Linked DNA regions of Mus musculus: region 2 is linked to region 1. The links are chromatin contacts, called in public HiChIP or PLAC-seq maps. All regions are on one chromosome and are shown on one strand. Each heading gives the region's core, a stretch centred on a gene start, on an enhancer-like site or on the middle of the called end of the contact. The rest is flanking DNA. Distances are from core to core; before and after follow the strand shown.

Evidence for each region. HiChIP or PLAC-seq counts read pairs in DNA pulled down with a chosen protein or histone mark.
Region 2: an HNF4G HiChIP or PLAC-seq map of pancreatic cancer cells shows a contact between it and region 1. The contact joins two enhancer-like sites. A contact is called at or near these places in 2 of 115 datasets of contacts at active chromatin or transcription factors (memory CD8 T cells and pancreatic cancer cells) and 2 of 9 other capture datasets (adipose tissue and liver).

What each region holds. Positions count from the first base shown.
Region 1 is chr17:26,419,897-26,426,900 of GRCm38.p6, forward strand. All of the region lies in intron 1 of Neurl1b (neuralized E3 ubiquitin protein ligase 1B), which reads left to right. Among named protein-coding and RNA genes, the nearest start is that of Neurl1b, 8.5 kb to the left of the region's middle. Within about 2 kb of position 2,660, at least 59 of the 459 cell types and tissues checked have an H3K27ac peak or open chromatin away from gene starts, as enhancers often do. A contact at or near this core is called in pancreatic cancer cells, where this site is marked.
Region 2 is chr17:26,580,150-26,587,153 of GRCm38.p6, forward strand. The region is part of intron 1 of Ergic1 (endoplasmic reticulum-golgi intermediate compartment (ERGIC) 1); the gene reads left to right. Among named protein-coding and RNA genes, the nearest start is that of 1700049J03Rik, 18 kb to the left of the region's middle. Within about 2 kb of position 4,127, at least 170 of the 459 cell types and tissues checked have an H3K27ac peak or open chromatin away from gene starts, as enhancers often do. A contact at or near this core is called in pancreatic cancer cells, where this site is marked.

The DNA of each region.
Region 1 (7,004 bases), core at 1,410-3,909:
CTCTACAGTCCAAGAGGATTCTTTGGAGACAGGCTCTTGCTCTGTATGGTCTAGACTGGCCTTGAACCCAGGCTTCCTAAGTGCCACAGTGTCCGTTCATGTCCATGTCACAGGTCAAATGTATCTCTGATGAATACAGCCCTTGGGGACAGAGGCCACTTGGCTGCAGGGGAGGTGAGGGCAGAGCCTGGAGCCCAGACCTTAGGCTAAGGCCACACTGCACCCCAGATCCTCAGCGGGAAGCAGGAACATGAGGGGCAGCTCCCAGGAAGGCAGGGTCAATTGAGTAGGGTCTGGTAAGCAAGACAGAAGACCATCATGGCTGTCACTCGGGAAAGAAGTTCCCAGCCTTGCCTCTGGGGGCCATAAGGACTGGCTGGCAGGTGGCTGGGTCAGTCTCAACCTCAGATCCAGGGCTAGATTGGAAGGTTCCCTTCAGGCACATGGACATTGGTCTCAGGCTCTCAGGCCCTTTCCAGAGCACCTGCTATTGATAGGGCAGTTGGCACACTCATCTGGGACAGGGACCATAGCCTGGTCTTGGGGAGTCAGGTTCTAGTGGGTGACACCAGGCAAGACACAGTAGTGATGGTGAGTGGCAAGAGAGACCTGAAGATGAGTCAGGGAGTGCTTCCTGGAGGAGATGTACTCCATCCTGGGGAAAAGTGACTTTGAAGGCAGAGGGCTCAAGGTCAAAGACCCCAGGTTGGGGGAGAAGACAGGAGCAGAACTGCGGAGGTCTGGGGCCGGTACTAACTGGGTGACTTGTGGGGAGGGATGTGATAGTTGAAGGATTTTACAGACCGAGTGCAATCTACTCCCTAGCTTCCCCACCAGGGCCAGGTCAGACTGTTTCATCCTCCCTGGGTGGAAAGGGAAGAGCCTGTACTTCCTGTCTGTATTTAGTGCTGTGCTCTGGGGGTGTAAAACAGAAGCCTAGAGGCAGACAGTGGGAGCAGAGGCTCAGGCACAAGACCAGGAAACAGACTCAGAGCAGTAATAAAACCTGCCCTGGGTTAGGTGGCTGAGAAGAGTCAGGTGAGCCACCCAACCTCAGGCCTGCCCTCAGGAACCTTTGTCCATCATCAAGTGGATGCCCCTTGTCCCCACCCTAAGCATCCTGGGACTTTCCTTCTCTGTCATCTGAAGGTGACTCATCTGTATCCCGCTTGCCTATAGCAAAACATCCCCTCCCAGCACCCTGGGCTCTGCATCCACAAAGGTGGGTGTGGCTCCGCACTGGCCTCTTTCAGAGTGCATGTGCCTGCCCAATGGAACCTGCATACCCACACCACAGCCGGCACCACAGGCCCACTTTTGCTAACCCGAGCTCAGTGGGCAAAGCTGACAGGCTGGATGTCAGGCAGGAACATCCTGTCCCCACTCTGGCTGTCATGGACGGTGTCGGCCAGGGTCCTAGATTATCTACCTACATCTGTGCTCTGCATCCCCTTCAGCCAGTTGGGTAGCATGATCTTCCAAGCCACACCCTCTCCTGGCACACTGAGGCGATGATACCATCCAGGTGTGCCTAGCTCTGGACCAAAAAAGTGTTCATGTTGTGCCTTAGAGTCATGAATTCACCCAGCCAGCCGACTGCTCCACCGTGAGCCCGGATCAGGTGTTCTCAGAGGAGTCAGACACAGGGTAATAATAACTGCTAACGTACAGCAGCCTGTGTGAGCCAAACACTATCCTAAGGCAGCAGCTTGTTTAAGCCTCAGCACAGGCCCTAATAGCCACTGCTGTTAGCCACATGTAACTGGTGGGAGACTGCTACAAAGAGAAACAGTCTCTTACCCTGGGGCACACAGTTTCTGCACGTTGGAGGGCAGGAATGGTCCTGAGGACTGCTGGGTTGAAGAGGGTGCCCCCTGCAGGTTAACTCAGTTAACAGTTCTGCATTCTTTGCTTGGTTGTCCTGAATCCCACCTGCAGGCATGGAAAGTTGAGCACGCTCCTGGTGGGCTCACCATGGGTTTCTGCCTGAGAAGCCACCATATCTGGAGTATATATCCCAGCCTTTGCCAAAGCCAGTCAGAGGATAGGCACTGTCCTGGGGCTTTCTGGGCAGTGCAGCTGGGAAGAGACACAGGCCATCCCATTGGAAATGTCCCCCATTAGCAGCTGGGGCCTCCAGGACCTGTGAACTACTTTCAGACATGATATGCAGGGCAGTGTGGGCAGAGGTCTGCTGTGTCGAGAGAAACAGATTTTAGTGCTGAAGGACTTCCACAAGTCAAGGCCCCTGGTGCAAGGGTGAGGGAATGAATGCCTGTGTCTGGAGTGGCTTGCCATAGCCATATGTCACATATATCCTCGGAGGACAGTCTGTTCTGGGATCTTGGGATAGGGTGCCCCGGTGAGCCAGGAATGCTTTCTATGGCTCTCTGACCCTTGCATTTATGTCCCCTTAATGGTCTGTAGGAGTTAGACCCGTTTTACAGATCAGGACAGTGAGGTGATGGGAAGCCACCCTCTCCAGCTAATCCAGCCAACCTCTATGCGGCTCAGCTCAATGGCAGGTGTTTGTGAACAGCCGCCAAGCACCCTAATCCTTCCTCATTCCTTCTCACGGGGACTCCGCTGGCCTAGTAGCACCCTACCTCAGACCTTGCCTCCCACTGGTAGGAAAAGCTCTTTAATGAGTAAGCCATTTGGGGAAGTGGATAGGTGGGGGCATCTGGCTGTGGGCTGGCAGAGGGCCCAGGGCATTTTGTTTGCACCCTCAACACCACCCAGTTTATACCACAGTTATGGCCCTTAGGCATGTGCTCGCTTCCCCTTGGCCCCCCAGGATGATAGATTTATGGGATGGGTAGGCACACGCTCCACCTTGTGCCTCCAAAGCTGGACTCAGTAACTTTCCACTGGAGACAGCCTCTCCTTGGGCCTCAAGGGAGCTTCCTGTCCTTCAAGGTCCTTGGTGTTCAAGGGCACAAGATGGAGGAGTGGAATTTCCATGTGTCCCGGTTGTGGCATAGGACTCTGTTCCGGAAGATGGGGGCTTTGTTCTCAGAACCAGGGGGCTCTGTGCCTTCTCACTCTATCTCCCTCTTTTTTTGTTTTTTGTTTTGTTTGTTTGCTTGTTTCAAGACAGGGTTTCTATGTATAGCACTGGCTGTCCTGGAACTCACTTTGTAGACCAGGCTGGCCTCGAACTCAGAAATCTGCCTGCCTCTGCCTCCCAAGTGCTGGGATTAAAGGCGTGCACCACCACTGCCTGGCTCTATCTCCCTCTTGACAGATTTGGGCACTGATGTCTGGAGCCGGACCCAAGGTCTTACAACAATTACAATTGGACTTGGCTAGAATTCCAAGAGAGGTATAAGAAAGAGCCCTGGGCTTGGAGGCAGTGCTTAGTGCAAATCTCTGTCCTGCTGCCTGTAAGCTGTGTGTCCTCGGGCAAGCTAGCTCCCCACTCTGAACTCCCCCCCCACCCCTCGCCATCTTTAGGATCAGAGTGACAATGGTACTGCTCTCCTCCAGCTCTGGAAATGAGAGACAGAAGTAAGTTAGACCCCTGCACACAGTAGGACTCCATGTGTGGCCTCTATGCTTAGAGGCAAAGAATCCGCATCCCCAGATTTGTTGAGATGAGGGATTAAGACTAAGTTGCCCTCTCACACCCAACATCTCCTTCCTGTCCCATGGAAACAAGTGTGGGCTTTCGCTCAAGTGTGGTTGACCTGTGCCCTGGCCATGGCTAGACCCTCTCCATCTCTAGACCTCATCTTCCCATCTATGAAATGGGTTTTGACCTATAGATTGGCTGCAGGAAGCCTGAACCCAGTACGAAGGAGGCTCTCACAGGCTCAGCACAGGCCTTCACCTCTTAGGGCAGTAGGCACTATGAGACACTAAAATAGCCAGCCTGCGGTGCAAAACTAAGCACACCCTGGCCTACTATGTGCTAAGCCTCCTCACAGGCCGTGGTCACAGCATCTTGATCCCATTTTAGATGGCTGCTTAGAATCCCACTGTCAGCCCACCTCAGTCAGCCGGGGCTTAGGCAGTTCCTCTGCCTCTCCAAGGTCCTCTTCTTCAGGGGCAGGGCTTGTAGCAGCCACCTCTGTCTCTGGGGTGGTGGGCTTGGGATCGAAGGATCAGCCTTCCAGCAGGTGTCCCTGTAGCTCCATTCAGGGCTGCAGGCCCTCCCTCGGAGCTCCTCCTCCATGGGAGCCCCCCCTCCCCCTCCTCCCAGCCACCTCGTTCCCTTTTCAGATTTTTTGCCTTTGTCCGTCCTGAGTTCCGCCAAATGCTGACCTTCTTTTGAGGCTGTAACCAGCTGATGGATGGTTTCCACTGCTACTCTGCCTGCCCCAGCCAGAGTCCCTTTCCGTGCCAAGTCCACAATGGCCTCACTTACATCTGCAATGCTCTCCTTGCAGGTTGGGGTGTTAGAGAGACCTGGGGTGGACATGCTATGCAGTGTGAGTCTGCGAAGAGGAGTGTGCTAGAGAGCCTGTTTCACTCCTGTTCCATGTCCACCCTTCAAAGTGCTGAGTAGGTCTGTTGGCACAAACACCCAACTCTTAGGAGAACCTGTAGGTGCTCACCTGGCACAAAGCCTCCGCTCAGAGCACCAGGTTGGGGGAGTGGCTGTCTGCAAAGCAAAGAGAGGGAAACACAGGCCTGGGCAGCTCCCGCCCTTATCAGTGAGCAGCTGCCAGGGCTGCCTGGAGAAGAGCCACTGGGGTGGGGGGTGCGGCAGTTGGACTCGATGTTCAAAATCCTGGCTGCCTTTCTCATGCCGCCTTTCTCATGCCTCTTCTATTGGGCCATTTGGACAGGCAGGGAATAAAGGGAGGTTTACAGTTTGCACTTCATTCTTCAGAGAGGTAGATCCATTGGGGGCATTGTCCAGCTTCAAACTCTTAAGCAGCCCCAAGCTTTCTTGACGATCTTTGCCTGGGCTTTAAGACCCTTTATCACACAGCCCTTGGCTCCCCCTGCATCCTCCTGCTCCACTAAAGCTCCCAATGCTGTCTGCTTATTCTCCTCTCCCAGGTTTCCCCGCTGCCCGTTCCCCTGCCTGAACCGCATCTGCCAGTCCTTCTTCTGTCTGACGGACAGCTCCTCTGACCTCCCTGTGCAGTTAGTCTGTGTGTCCTTAGAGCTGCTTTCCGCTCTAAATCTACCTCCTAGGGGGAAGGAGACAGCAGGGGAGCCCTCTCTGGGACTCACTGGGATGCGCACCCCACATCCCACACAGGCCCTGGCGCAGAGTGGATGCTACGGAGCTGTCATGCGGAGGAGGAAGTGATGTGCCGAGGAAGGAATGAGGGACATTCTCTCTGGCCTTCACAGCTCTGAGGTCTTAACCCTGAAGCTAGCTCCCATAGGCTGGCGTTTCCTGGGTCCTTTCCTCAAGAATGAACCTGGCCAAGATGGGGACATACAGTTGGAAGGACAGCCAGATGACACTCTGCCTGGGCTCCCTTCAAAGCCAGAGCAGCTGAGGGGGCAGTTACACTTCATGGGCCCCAGAGAACAGACAAGACTTTCTCCCCAGCAGCCCTCCATGGCTCTTGAGTGTTGATAGCTGTTTGCAGAGCAAAGAAGAGGCAGCCAGTGGCAGTTTCCAGCGCGGGCTGGCTCTCGTCCACCCAGGGTGCTGGCCAGCAAGGCCTGTGAGGCCAAGAACAAAGTCCCCTGTGCGCCTGTTGCTGTGTTTGGCAGGGGAGCCAGGGTGAGTTTGTCGTTTTCTAGCCACTTCAAATCCACCAATGGGAAGGTCTCCTCTGCTGCCAAGGACATCCAAGTCCTTGCCCTTTTGGTATGGCGGGAAGCCTCAGGGTTTTGTGTGTGTGTGTGTGTGTGTGTGTGTGTGTGTGTGTGTGTGTGTTTTCTTATCTCTGAAGCTTGCCACACACACAGGCACATCCCATATTATTTTGTGCTGCCTGCAGAGCTGGTTTGCATGTTGTACCAGAGCAACAATTTCTTGAACCACATATTTCTCGTTCAAGGTCTACAATCTAAGGATGGGTGATCCAAGGGTTCAGGATACCTCTGAAGTGAAAGTCCGATTGTGTGCACGGAGTGTGGGTTGTTTCTGGGGAGAGAAGGCTGTACACTCTTCATTGCTCTCAGTAAGGCCTGTGATTCTACACTGCCCTTTCCCCAAGCATATAACCAGCTGCCCTGAAGATGGGTGGGTTGGAGGAAGGCCCCGAGTCTGGCCTCGTAGCCTCAGTTTCTCTTCCCTGTTGAAAATGAAAGGTAGTGACTCCGCAGGGGTGTTTCCAGCTTCAGGACCGAACTTGGAGACCTGTGTCCAGCACATCTTTGGAGCTCGGCAGGGTTTCCCAACGAAGCCTCTGCTTTTGTTAAAGGTGGACAAGCTCTGCTTCTGGGTGAAGCCAGAATGCCATCATTGCTCCAGCGTTGTGGAAGCTTCCAGCATGCCTGGCAGTGAGTGCCAGCCTGACATAGATCAGAGGGTCAGTGGCCTGAGGATTGGGGAGGATTGGCATAGTACACCTGTGCCCGGCACACGATGACTTAAGAAAAGGCCTCTGTCTGTGGAGGTAGCCATAAGGGTTTGAGGTGGCATTTCCTGGCCTTCTGGAAGAAACTGTGTTCCTAGTACACTGATTAAAGAAAGAGCTAAAGCTGGGCGTGGTGGTGCACGCCTTTAATCCCAGCACTTGGGAGGCAGAGGCAGGCGGATTTCTGAGTTCGAGGCCAGGCTGATCTACAAAGTGAGTTCCAGGACAGCCAGGGCTACACAGAAAAACCCTGTCTCAAAAAACCAAAAAAAAAAAAAAAGAAAGAAAGAAAGAGCTAAATGTCTCACAGACACTCACTATGTGTACCACAGTACTTACCACATAAGCCTGTGCCATCCTCCAGATGAGACCAGAAGGGCTCCCAGAATGACTTCCATTAATCTTCGAGGTCTTCCTGAAACTCAGGGATGTTAAGCGTGGAGTTTAAGGTCGCACAGCAAACGTAACACTGCTTGGTTTGAATTGAAGCTGTATGGCTACAGGGCAGTG
Region 2 (7,004 bases), core at 2,877-5,376, 160 kb after region 1:
CAGGCATTATGGTTTTACACAGTTATTTCTGTCTCTAGCCCTTCATACAGGCTTCTGTATGATACTGGAGTCTTATGGTAAAGGGTTCAGCTATCCTTTCAGAATTTTCCCACTACCTTGTGATAATGGCTTAGAAAAGAGAGGTACATGGTTCCATCTGAGGTGGGGACCTTATGGGGAGCCATCAAATGTCCTACAAGTACTTATGTGCATGTATGTGCACAACATAGGAGTATGTACATATGTGAGGCTGTGTACTTGTACCCATCTGTGCCTCAGTGGTCTCACAGCTAAGGCATCCCAGTGTGGAACATGGGACCTGGGCTTCATGTCCCCTTTCACCAGGTGCCTAGGTGCTATTATTTCAGATAATTGCCCAGAAACCATGCAATATGCAGTGTGCCACAGGACCAGCTATCATGGTAACTTGATTGGCCTCAGGGTCTCCTCTTGCTTCAGGGAGAAGCAAGCAGAGAAGTCCTGGCCTCAGCCCTCTGCTGCATGTGCTGGCTTTTGATGTCCCCCTGTACTACCCGGGTCCAGGGACCAGAGAAGGGCCAGAGGCATCTGCCTAGACGTGTCTCATATAGTGAGTCAGGTCAGCCTGGACTAAAGAGTAAGACTCTTAATCTCAAAAGAGCCAGAACCAAGCCGGGCAATGGTGGCGCATGCCTTTAATCCCAGCACTCGGGAGGCAGAGGCAGGCGGATTTCTGAGTTCAAGGCCAGCCTGGTATACAGAGTGAGTTCCAGGACAGCCAGGGCTACACAGAGAAACCCTGTCTCAAAAAACAAAGCAAACAAACAAACAAACAAAAAGAGCCAGAACCAGCTGGACCTGGTGGGGAAGGCCCATAGTCAGCAGCATTGGGGAAGGTCAGGAGTTCAAGGTCATCCTAGGTTGTATAGCAGGTTCCAGGACAGCCTGGTGTCTCAGCAACAATAGCAACTCCTATTCCCATTAAATAGCACCACTGTGGGTTCCAGGCCCAACATGGAGGTGTGGCATGGTGCAGCGGCAAGCATGAACTCTGGATCTCCCAGGCCCTGGACGCCCTGCAGTCTGCCTGGCTGGGGCTTAGTCCTTCACTTCTCTGTCCTTTAACTTCCTGGCTTGGAAATGGAGGGAGGCCTGGATCCTGCCTCTCAGGGACACCGAAAAGTCCAGGCCAGGCTCTTGTGTGCCTGGTGTGTTGGAAGTATTCAGCCATTGATTGTTGCTAAGGGACCACATGGGACTTACCTGAAAAGCAATTTAAGAAACAGAAACCAAAGCCCAGGAGTGTAACTTCATAATGGTTTCCCACCTCCTTTAAATGACTGTTCTAGGTGGGATCTGCACATGTGCTGCTGGAGTCAGACTTGCTCAGTCTCCCTTCCCGCCAAAGAAAAGTTAACTTCTGAGAGGTCACTTGACCCGTAGGTACTCGACCACTGGGGCTCCTAAAATGAAGCCTTTAAAGAGCTGCCTGGGGTATTGGTGTTGGACAAGGCCACTATGGGGCTGACTGCCCTTAGTGGGGCAGGCACAGCGTGAGTGTTACAGGTCACTGCATCAGCCCCCACCTCCCCTAAAGTGCCATTTCCTAGATTCCTACAGCATGAGTAGGAACAGAAGACAGTAAGGGAAGGACAGGAGGACATCACCTTGCCTCTTCATTCATGCTCTCCATCCCGTTCCCCAGGCTTGTGCACATGCTTGGCTGGGCGAAAACTTCAATGCAAATCAAATCTACTAAGCCAACTCAAATCTCAGCCAAACGTCCCAAACGTCACTGGTCTGTTTATCACTCACGCATTGACAGCTGCATGCCACTGATCAGGCAGAGGATGGGTGTCCACCCGACCTTTGTGGACATGGTGCCCACCCTGCTGAGGCTTGCTTTCCACAGGAGTCCATGACCAAAAGTTTTCTAGCAAGAATGCCCAGAGCTTTAACTTTGTTCAGGATTCTAGAAGGTTCTTCCATGGTCTTTATTCTGAGGACTTAATGATAAGCAGGGCTGGTTTGGTGCTGGAACAGAAAGTTGCAGGCTGCTCTGGAGGAAAAGGCCGTTATGAGTGGGTCTTCGTGGTGGGTAAGCAGTTCCCTGAGGCCTGGGAAGGAGCATGCCCTCCGGGCTTCATATAGCCAGGACCAGAGGTCTGCAGGCCAGGGATTCTCAGGGTGGATGTCTGCACAGGCTCAGCTCTAACAGCAACCCATCAGACTGGCAGCAGCTGGCTCTGCTAGCAGCTGGTCTGACTGCCAAGATCTCTCTTTGATTCACATTTTCCACATTGAAAGATGTTTTGAAAACCTTGACCTTCAATTCATCACATGTCCCTTATTAAATTGTAAGTCACATCCAGCCAGTTAATGAAAAGACAATGGGCGGGTGACGCAGTACAAGGCATCTTGGCAGGAGCTCACCAAAGCGCTCTAGCCACAGAAGACCTGACCTAGTGATACCCCTGTTCCAGGGCAGACAGCGTGTCACAACTATGAAGGGCTGGGCTTGAGAGAGTGGCAAGGCTGCAGTAAGGCTGGAGAAGCGGGGACATGCTGAACATTCAGCAGGGCCCAGGCAGGTAGACGGGAACCCGACTTAAAAGAGGCAGAGCCCACCGGGGGAGGTGGGGAGGAGTCACACGTTTGACTGGAAGAGAAGCAAGTGGTAGATGTGTGAGGGGGTCAGTGTGGCAGGGGCTTCTTAGACGCGGGCATGTAGACAAATGTGAGTTGGAGGGAAGAGATGGCATTGTGACATTGTAATGTCTGTCCCCAGTGAGTACTGTGAGGTGGGAGGGCAGTGAGAGATGGAATAGACAGCTGAGGTGGACCTTCACATGCTGGTCACTTGGTGGGAGCCACAGAAGGTTCTAGAACAGATGTCATTCTGAGGAAGGTAGGAGCAGCTGCGTGGAGAAACACGTAGGCGCAGAAGAAAGTAGCTGAAGGCCTGGTGGCATGGGTAGGCCCAGTTTCAAAGATGGCAGAGGGTGTGCTCTCCCTTCTAGGCCGACTGTCCGTCACCTTGCCTCGTTCATGGAGGCGGGGCAGAGAACTAAGACTGAGTTCTAGCTTGCCTCCTTGGCCTCACTCCTCACTACCTCCACTTACCAACGGAAGCAGCGTTCTGCCTCCCTCAGGGGTGTGGCAAGAGTGAATGAAGCACTGCACATAGAGAATGTTAGGAGAGTACTGGGTGTGCAGACAGCTCTAGGTGAGTGTCACCAAGGGCCAGAGAGCCTACATGGGGACACCCTAGCTGGGGAACTTAAAAGTATTGGAGTCCCCCGTGGGCCAGTAGACTTTAGGGCCATGTTGACATATGTCCATGCCCATTCACACTCTCTGTGTTGACTCTTGCACTGGTGAGCAAGGGAGCCTGTGGGGCTTCAGTTTGCTCATTGTGAAAGGGGATGGAGGCCAGTGCCTGGTTCACGGCACTGTTGCAGAGATGAAGTGGCCTGCTTGATGCTGGAGAAGGACTTAGCGATGGGCATGGCTGGGGTCAGTCCTCATTCACATCCAGGTTGTTGCCACTTCCATAGTAGAAGCATCATTTCCTGTCCAGTGCTTTCAGGAAGATGCCTCTCCTCTCTTCCTGTCACTTCCCTGTAGAGACTCTGGACCGGAGACTCCTCTCCTCCCCCAGCCCCAATGAGTCTTGAAGACTTGGCCAGACTTGTGTGTAGTAGGGAATGGTCCCAGCCTGGGCTCCACCCCTTGCTGGCCGTGGGAAGTTGTGTCGGTCTGTCATCACTGTGGCACTGCCTTCTCATCTGTAACATTGGGCTGATAATCCACACATTGTGTGAGGGCAAAGCTGTGTGGCACACATGAACTACTGCGTGTGCCATCTCCGGGGCCAGAAGCCTCTTGTAGCATCCTCTTAGGCAGAAGAGGATCCTGGTTCACAGAAGAGTCGCAGGTTCAAGGACAGTATCCCAGGATCTTGAGCACAGAGTGGGCTGGAGGCATCTCAGCTAAGTATTCCAGGGTCGTGGTATGTGACAGTGTCAACCCAGCCCAGACGCAGGAACAGCTGTCCACCCTGGCCAGCCAGTGTGCACACTGGTCAAAGTTTGTTATCTTAGCCTTTTTAACACCCTGCGAATATGGGAGCAGCAATCCCTACTGTCCAAGGGTCGAAGCTGTTGCAGGCTAGGCATGTGGTGAGAAAGCCCTGACAGGGCATTTGTCAGTAGCCTGTGGGACATACCCAGGAAGTCTGTTTGTGGTCCTCTTCTCCATACCTTTCCTTATAGCTTCTTAGGCTGCAGGGCTGGGAGGCAGTGTGTGGCCTACATAGAAGACTCTGCACCACACCAGAGAATTAGCATGGCCGACCCTAAGTTCTTCTCTCTGCCCTGCATCCCCTCTATACCCCTGCTAGGGTCACAGCGGGGCCGATCCCTGTAAATACCAGTCCGCTTACATGTGCATTTTTCCTCTGTGATCTTCCTGTTTTGATGAGACACTGCCTTTGGCCGCACGGGTTCCCTAGGGGACTGCGGTCCTGAGGCCCAGCCCTAGCCAGTCATTCAGGAATTCTGCTTCCTGGCGCCCCACACCCTGCACATTCCACCAGGGCTAGCGCCTCCTGCTCTGCGTGAATGGGGTCTGCCTTCCCCATTCCCACGGTTCCCATGGCCACTTCCTTATCACCCTCTCCAGCTGACTGAAAAAGGCCACATTCCAGGGCAAAATTAGACTCACCCTCCCTTTCTGTTTTCCTCCAGCGGGCAGGAGAGTTTGCTAGAGTAGACTGGCGCTGGAGCCCACGGGTACAGGGAACAGACTTGCTGCTTGGCGTGTCCCCTGAATCTATCACTTCGTTTCTTGGATCATTTGAGGAATGCACTGGGCTTCTGCTGTATGCCAAGAAAAGCCCCAGGGACTGGGCTTACAAACAGTGGGGTTGTACAGTGTAGCATGGGTACGGGCCGACAGCTGCTGGGCTTGGGGGTTGAGCTGTTTTCATTTGCTCCATATTCTAGATTCAGCTGATGCCTCCATGTTGCTTCTAAGGCGTCATTTGATGGCGTTTCAAGGTGTCTGCTTGTTCGTGCCGTGCTGGGGATGGAACCCAGAGCCTTTGCATGTGTGCTCTACGGCTGAGCTGCATCTCCAGAGGGCAGAATGGGGGTTACTTTAAGAGCCCCCCTTCTTTCTAGCCGAGGCAGCACAGAGCCGCACCTGAGCGCCGATGCTATGTTCTTCAAATGCCCCATGCTTAGAACCACAGGCCAGGTAAACCTCGGGGCAGAACTTACCCAATCTGTTAGAGCCACAAGAGGTGACACCTGGCAGCATCTGACAAACCCAGGCTGGGACCTTCTAAAAACTACCAGTGAAACCAGGGGAGGGGACAGACTGCAGCAGTCTGAAGGGTGCCCTTCAGAGGCCTCCTCCACTCAGGAAATCCCTTGATTCCTGGCTTCACTGCGGAGAAGAATTTCATGATGATTCAACATGAAGAGAATTGGAGTTCACGAGGGGTTTTTTTTTTTTTTTTTTTTTTTTTTTTTTAAAGATTTATTTTATTATTAATATATGTAAGTACACTGTAGCTGTCTTCAGACACTCCAGAAGAGGGAGTCAGATCTTGTTGCGGATGGTTGTGAGCCACCATGTGGTTGCTGGGATTTGAACTCTGGACCTTCGGAAGAGCAGTCGGGTGCTCTTACCCACTGAGCCATCTCACCAGCCCACGAGGGGGGTTTTAATGTTAGTTTTTGGCCCAAGTACTAAGGGGAAATGAGGTGTTTGGGAAGAGAGTAAGACACCAGAGAGCCTGGGTGTGGGCTTCTCTGAGGGCCACACGCCTTTGTCTTTACAATGGACAGGTACAGGATTATGGTGGATTTAAAAGATAATATCTTCAAAGGGTTTGTTATCTGCTAAGAACCCGAGTGAGATCTCTGGGTAGTCCTGAAGGGCACCTGACAGGGTCGCACTTGAGACGGTGGGTCACAGGCAGTTGGAGATCCCCACTGTCAGCAATGTTAATAGTCCTGCTTAGGAGAGTCACAGATGATGTCCAGTTCATTACCATTTTAACAATATCTCTATATGGGTAAATTATAAAGTATCTATCTCATTTACAGTCATCTTTTACTTATTGTAGGTCTATCATCCATACATCCATCCATCCATCCATCCATCCATCCATCCATCTATCTACCTATCTATCTATCTATCTATCTATCTATCTATCTATCTATCTACTGTCAACCATCTGTCTAGTCTGGCTTCTCAGCCACTTAGAGGCTCCATGGAGACTTCAGAGTCAGGGGCCCTTTTTCATTTCTCACATCTCTATGATTTCCTTGTCTTTCCTACTGCAGAAAGTTGAGGACCAGTCACAGACCTGGGGGGGGGGGGCTCCAACAACTGAATGCAGTGTGGTACCTGAGCCCAGCAGAAAGACAAGAGAGCCAAACCCTGAGAAAGTTGGTGGCCTAGTTGATGGGATCATGTCAAGTTTCTTAGTTTTGAGAATTTCAGTTACATGAGATGTTAGCATCTCATCCAGGAAGCTGGTGGGAACCTGCAGTCATGTTTATCCTCTGGAGATAGAAATAGTCAGCCAGGCGTGGTGGTGCACGCCTTTAATCCCAGCACTCAGGAGGCAGAGGCAGGCGGATTTCTGAATTTGAGGCCAGCCTCATCTACAACATGAGTTCCAGGACAGCCAGGGCTACACAGAGAAACCCTGTCTCGAAAAACCAAAACCAAACCAAACCAAAACAAAACAAAAAGTCTAAAGTGCAAAGTTTATGCTGAATTTCTTTCCATCCATAAAAAGAAGAAAAGAGAAGAGCAAGAGGAGAAAATGTGAGGGGCCTAGTGGCTTGTCATCCCAGCTATTTTGGAGCTGAGGCAAGATGATCACAAGTTCAAGACCTGTCTGGTGCACTTAGGGAGAGACTATCTCTGGAGGAGGGGGAGGGGGAGGAGGAGGAGGAGGAGGGGGAGAGGAAGAGGAGGAGGAAGAGGAGGAAGAAGAGGAGGAA